Regions from separate parts of the Sus scrofa genome. Here region 1 is linked to region 2. Evidence: chromatin contacts called from public Hi-C data. All regions are on one chromosome and are shown on one strand. Each heading gives the region's core, a stretch centred on a gene start, on an enhancer-like site or on the middle of the called end of the contact. The rest is flanking DNA. Distances are from core to core; before and after follow the strand shown.

Region 1 (2,700 bases), core at 174-2,673, 68 kb before region 2:
ACTTTCCGATATAGGAGCTTCCGAAGCAAACCCGGTCTGACTATATGAAAACACCCCCACAACCAAAATAAAAACCAATTTATCAAGACTTTTATAGTTTTGAAAATACTTTAGTGTGTTTCAAAAGAAAAAGTGCTTTGTGCTGAAAAGCCTTTAAATAGAGACAGTATATATTTTCATCTTATTTTGAATTCTTTTATTAGCTGCTTTCCCCTCCAATTCCTTACGTCATTTGGGAATTGCTTTCTTGAAGTAATTGACATAAGTCATATACTTTGGTGTTTACAAATTGAGGCGTGTAGCAAGTCCTTTTTTGCCTGGTGGTTTTCAGTGGGGTCTTTAGGGTAGGGGTGTGAGTACCGGAATTTTCGTGTGTGTGTGTTTCATTTCTTTACAAATGATCTTACCACCCTATAGCTATGTTTGTTCAGTGTTGCTAACTTTTGATGAGTGAAGTACTTATCTCCTCAGTTTAAATACATTTACATAGTTTGCTGCTTTCTTGAAGATTAACTGGGTGTAGCTGCACGTGAAGAATTCAACAGTGATTCAGTGTTTGGCCTTGTTAGAGGATGACATACAAAGCTGTTGATTAATCCCCTCCAAGCAGTTTCTTTTCACAGCAATTTTTGTGTAGTAGATTGGGTTTTGTTAAAGTTTGAGGATTAAAGTTGTTCCGAGAAATGTTTCAAAGAACACTGTCTGAGCCCAGGCCCAATTTGTTGATTTTTTTTTTTTTTTTTCTTAAAGAAGGTAAACCTTTTCAAGCCACAGATCGGGAAATGAGCAGAACATTACATGGGTATACATACAAAGGTCTTGCCCTGTTTCTATAGTAGGTTCTGTCAATGTGTTTGTAATTCAGTAGGACTGAAATAGGTATCCACTGGCACTTGGAAAGTATGAAATTCACCAGCAGTGATCATCCAGTTTCTCTGCAACGCATCCCTTTTGGCATCTCCCTACATTTTCCATAGTTCATTTCATGTTTTGAACACATTTCCCGTTGTTCTTTCCTTCCTTACAGAGACTGCAGTCAGCTGGGCTCGCCATATATTGGTAATACTTTTCAAGCCCGTTCTAGGTGGTGGGAGGGGAGTCTGCCTTATCCAAATTTCTGAGAATACATTTCCAAAGCACTCTGCCCATAAATAAATTTTTTAAGATATGTGTGTATGTATATATATACATACACACATATATATATACACACACACACACATATATATGCTATCCCCTCCCAACCTCAGCTATATTTAATCTTCCCAGCATTCATATAAAGTAGAAAAGGGTCAGGTACTTTGAAGCGGTGAATTTAAATGGCCAGGTTGGTGAAAGCTAGGTCTCTGGAGTCAAGGGCTATGTCTGCTACCAGGAAAAAAAGAAGGAAGCCCGGTCAAGAGCAGCTGTAGTCCCACCACACTTCCCTTTACTTGGCCTCCCAAAGACATGTGGTTCACAGAACAGCCCAGATTTCAGCTTTGGGAAGTGTAGCTCTGTAATTTATTAGTGTTTTTTTGTTTGTTTCATAAAGGCCTTTGCCCTAGGGTTGTCACACAGCACACGGGACACCAAGTTAAATGAGAATTTCAGAAAAACAACAAATACTGTTCTAGTATAAGTATGTCCCAAATATCGTGTAGTACCCTGTGTTTTTATTTGCTAAATCCAGCACCTGTATCTCTGGGGAACCCAACTCACTTTTTCAAACAAGTTATACAAGACATCATAATTGTAAACCATATTATTCCCATATTTTCCTCTTAAAATCTTGCCTCCTAGCATATTCCTTGAGCCCTGGTAGTGCAGATTTCACATTTTAACTTCTTTAACCACCACTCAACCTAATTGAACAACCCTGGCTTAAGTCCTGACTCTGTCACTTGCTTGCTCTTTCACTTAACCTCCCAAAGCCTCGGGTTTCTGTTAAATAAAGATAATAGTGGCCACTCCACAGGGTTGTTGTTGTTAATCCTTCTAAGGTGTTATTATTATTAATGTCCCTACAGAGCAGGCAACAGCGGGTGGTCCTGGGAGGCTCTGTGTGATCCTGGGAGACCTTGACACAGCCTCTAAGAATGGACTTTGTTTAGAAGGTGGGGGCAGCCTCCAAAAGGGTAAGGATCTGGAGCTTGAAAATGAGGCTCTCAACCACATTAAAAAAATTTAAAAATCCAAAAGAAGTAGAAAAGAGCATCACATCATATTTTAAAACGGTTGTTCCTGTGTTTACTGTTGTTAGCAGAGTTTGCTTTCTCTTTGAGGAAAAGAAAGCCTTTCAACTCTCTATAATGATTGGAGTAGGGAAAAAAGAGCATTTATCACTCTTATTGATGAAAAAATCCTACCTTTTAATTTGTTTGAAAATGGACAGATTTGATTATTAGTATATGCATGATGATTTCCTGAATTCTTTCCTTTGTCTTGTTTGTACATTTGATTTTCGGAGATGCTGTCTTTGCCTTTCTCAGAAAAATAAACATTTTTTTCCCTTCTTGGACATCTGTAGGTGTTTGGTGGGTGTTTGTTTTTAAACTCGCATCTGTAGAGAATTCTTCACTTAATACATTCTAAAAGCTTGGTAAATTTTAAAAATAGGATAGGCATACCATGAGGAAAGAAGCAAGCTTTTCATGGAGTTAGGACAAGGTAAAAAAATTAAAGGGAGCAAACTAAATTCTGTAGTAAAATAATGAATCA
Region 2 (2,700 bases), core at 58-2,557:
CTCCGTTCCTTCCTCCTAAATTTTGACTGATTATTTTTTGCCAGGCACTATGCCAGGGCCTGAGATGCTAAGAGGAAAGCAGTCTGAGGGAACACAGACTGATGTGATGCGGATGCAGACATGGGGTTGGTGTAGCAGCGGGCCGAGGGCTGCACCAAGAACACTGAGGACCCACTGCCTCGGGCCAGTGCAGAGGCAGCGCTTAGCTTGGTCAGGGAAGGTCAGAGAAGGCTTGCTGCTACTGGAGAGAACCATGAAACTGAGCCTTGCAGAATGAGACTGAATTTCCCCAGTGAAGTAACTTCTTGAAGGGCAGAAGATGAAGATGGAGCAGGACAAGCGCAGGGCCTTATACAGGATCAAAAGGCAGCTGGAGCTGTGTGAATTCCCAGGGTTGCTGTTGCAGAGTACCACAAACTTGATGACTTAAAATAATGTGTTATTATCCCACAGTTTTAGAGGCTAGAAGTCCAAAATTAAGGTGTCAGTAGAACCATGTTCCCTCTGAAAGCTTAAGGGAGAATCCTTCCCCGTACAGCTGGTGGTGCTTTGCCTGCAGTTCTTAGTGCTCTGGTTCACAGCTGCATCCCCGGGCTCATCTCAGTCAACACATACCTTCTCCCTGTGATTCTGTCTGGGTCCAGATTCCCTCTTAGAAGGACACCTGTAACATTGGATGTGGGCCTACCCTAATGGCCTTATCTTAATTCAGTTATATCTGCAAAGACCCTATGTCCAAATCAGACCACATTCACAGTCACTGGAGCTTAGGACTTGGACATATCTTTTGGGGGTACCCAGTTCAGCCCATCACTATGGGGGTCAGAAGATGGTGAGCAAAGAGCCCCCAAAGCATAATTTCTTTCTAAGATCAGGATCGTATATTTTTCTCAGTGCAACCTATATCTGTTTCATCTAGAGAACTTGAATTTGTTCCTTGCCAGAAAAGCCAGGTATTTTCATGTGAGAAACCAAGGCTTTCCCTAAAGTTATACAGTTGATTATCCCTCCCTTTGGAACTTATACGTAAGGCTTATTTTTCCCTATTAAATATTATAGTGTTGGCTTTGGCCAAGAATTCATTCTAGCCTATTGAAATAATTTCCAAGCACTATTTCTACCACCTTACATTCACCATTCCCCACTAGCTTTGGAACATTCATATATTTAATAAGAGTGCAGTCAGTGACCCGATTTGTGCCAATTTTTAGATGTTGAAAAAGTTCTGGCCAAGAACAGAGCCTTGTGACACATCCCTACATGCGTCGGCCTTGACCATCAGACTAGCTCAGTCACTTGTTTAGCTAGTTACCCACTCATCCAAACCACATTTCCTCTTCCCAGATGTCCTTGTCTAATCCACCAGCAAATAATGATTTTTATTTAGCTCAAAGCAAAATATACTTTGTAGCATTTCTGAGCAACCTTGACTTCCTCACTACTCCCCAGGGTAGAAAGAGCAAAAGTTTCACCATGGGTGTCTTCCTGGGAAGGACTTCTCTGGTGCCTGTTCTTTTCACCAGTCTCTCTATCCAGTCCATTCTGGAATTTTGCTTTAGCTCCATAAGCCTTACCTGCCTTTCTAGAATCTAGGTTTTTTTTGTTCTTTTAAAGAATGGGAATGATATGTCCCCTTTCCATTAGCGCCTCTCCTATGATGCAAGATTTCTCAAAACAACAAGATTGGGAAATCCTGATTATGTCATGTAAATAAGAAGTACTTTTAGCCCCAGTCTTTATTCACAGCACTCATACTTGTACATTCTGGAAGATGCAGCAAATTTAAGCTATCATGAGAGAGAGAGTCTTATTACCTTCATTGAAATATGGAAATTTTGTGAAACTGATACTAAAGTAATTTAACAGCTTTTGGCTCACTTTGGCTCCATTTTTTTTTTTTTTCCCACATAAAGATAATTCTTCTCTGATTTTCTTAAGCTTTAAGATTAGAAATTTTTAGAGCGGTATTGCTCTGTCTTTGGAATGATTGCTTATCTTTATCTGCAGTGTCTAAGGATAGTCTTATTTGGAGCAGATCAGTAGGAAACCAGCATTGGAGCCCTATTTATCCTTTTCCATTAGATCCGCCCTGAAGAGACGTGACCATTGTCACGAGTGACCCTTGAATGAAACATCTAAGTTTAGAAACATCAACTGTGCTGGCAGGCTACATTAGCATTCCCTTGCCTATCCAGCCCAAGTGTATTTTTTACTAATGATACATTTGTATCACATCCCCAGATTTCTTAGAACTGAAGTGAGTAAAATAGATATCATTTTCCTTTTCTGTCTGTTCTTCACACCGGCTTTTCAAGGTCGTGGGGCAGTCAGGATTTATTACTTTAGAAAAGGATGGCCTGACAGCATTTGGAAATCAATATGCTGGTGCCATGTTCTGGATCAAAGCCAACATTCGTGTTCAGTCTAGGAAATGTCCAATTTGACTCCTGCCGTTTTCAGCTCATGTCAGAATCAGGAGAAATTTCTAGGTAGTTTGCACACTCCGTTTTAATAGTTTCAGATAACCCTCTTTGCTTCAGAGAGTACGTTTACTTTTACTCTCTGTCACGTTGTTCTTGTTTTGAATGAAGCAGGCCTTGATGATTTTCGGTGTTGGAGTTTAATACATTCAGTTTCTACAGACTCTGACACAGTTCTCTGTTACTGGGTGTGTGTGTGTGTGTGTGTGTGTGTGTAAGA

What was found. A called contact is a pair of places that touch in the nucleus more often than the background predicts.
Region 1: a Hi-C map of alveolar macrophages shows a contact between it and region 2, with 2.4 times the contacts expected there. The contact joins two enhancer-like sites. A contact is called at or near these places in 18 of 47 Hi-C or Micro-C datasets (alveolar macrophages, blood, embryonic fibroblasts and 11 more) and 2 of 2 datasets of contacts at active chromatin or transcription factors (alveolar macrophages and skeletal muscle).

The regions. Positions count from the first base shown.
Region 1 is chr15:67,314,769-67,317,468 of Sscrofa11.1, reverse strand. All of the region lies in intron 1 of RBMS1 (RNA-binding motif, single-stranded-interacting protein 1), which reads left to right. Among named protein-coding and RNA genes, the nearest start is that of RBMS1, 93 kb to the left of the region's middle. Within about 2 kb of position 1,423, at least 6 of the 83 cell types and tissues checked have an H3K27ac peak or open chromatin away from gene starts, as enhancers often do. A contact at or near this core is called in alveolar macrophages, omental adipose tissue and retroperitoneal adipose tissue, where this site is marked.
Region 2 is chr15:67,246,483-67,249,182 of Sscrofa11.1, reverse strand. The region is part of intron 2 of RBMS1 (RNA-binding motif, single-stranded-interacting protein 1); the gene reads left to right. Among named protein-coding and RNA genes, the nearest start is that of ITGB6, 130 kb to the right of the region's middle. Within about 2 kb of position 1,307, at least 15 of the 83 cell types and tissues checked have an H3K27ac peak or open chromatin away from gene starts, as enhancers often do. A contact at or near this core is called in alveolar macrophages, omental adipose tissue and retroperitoneal adipose tissue, where this site is marked.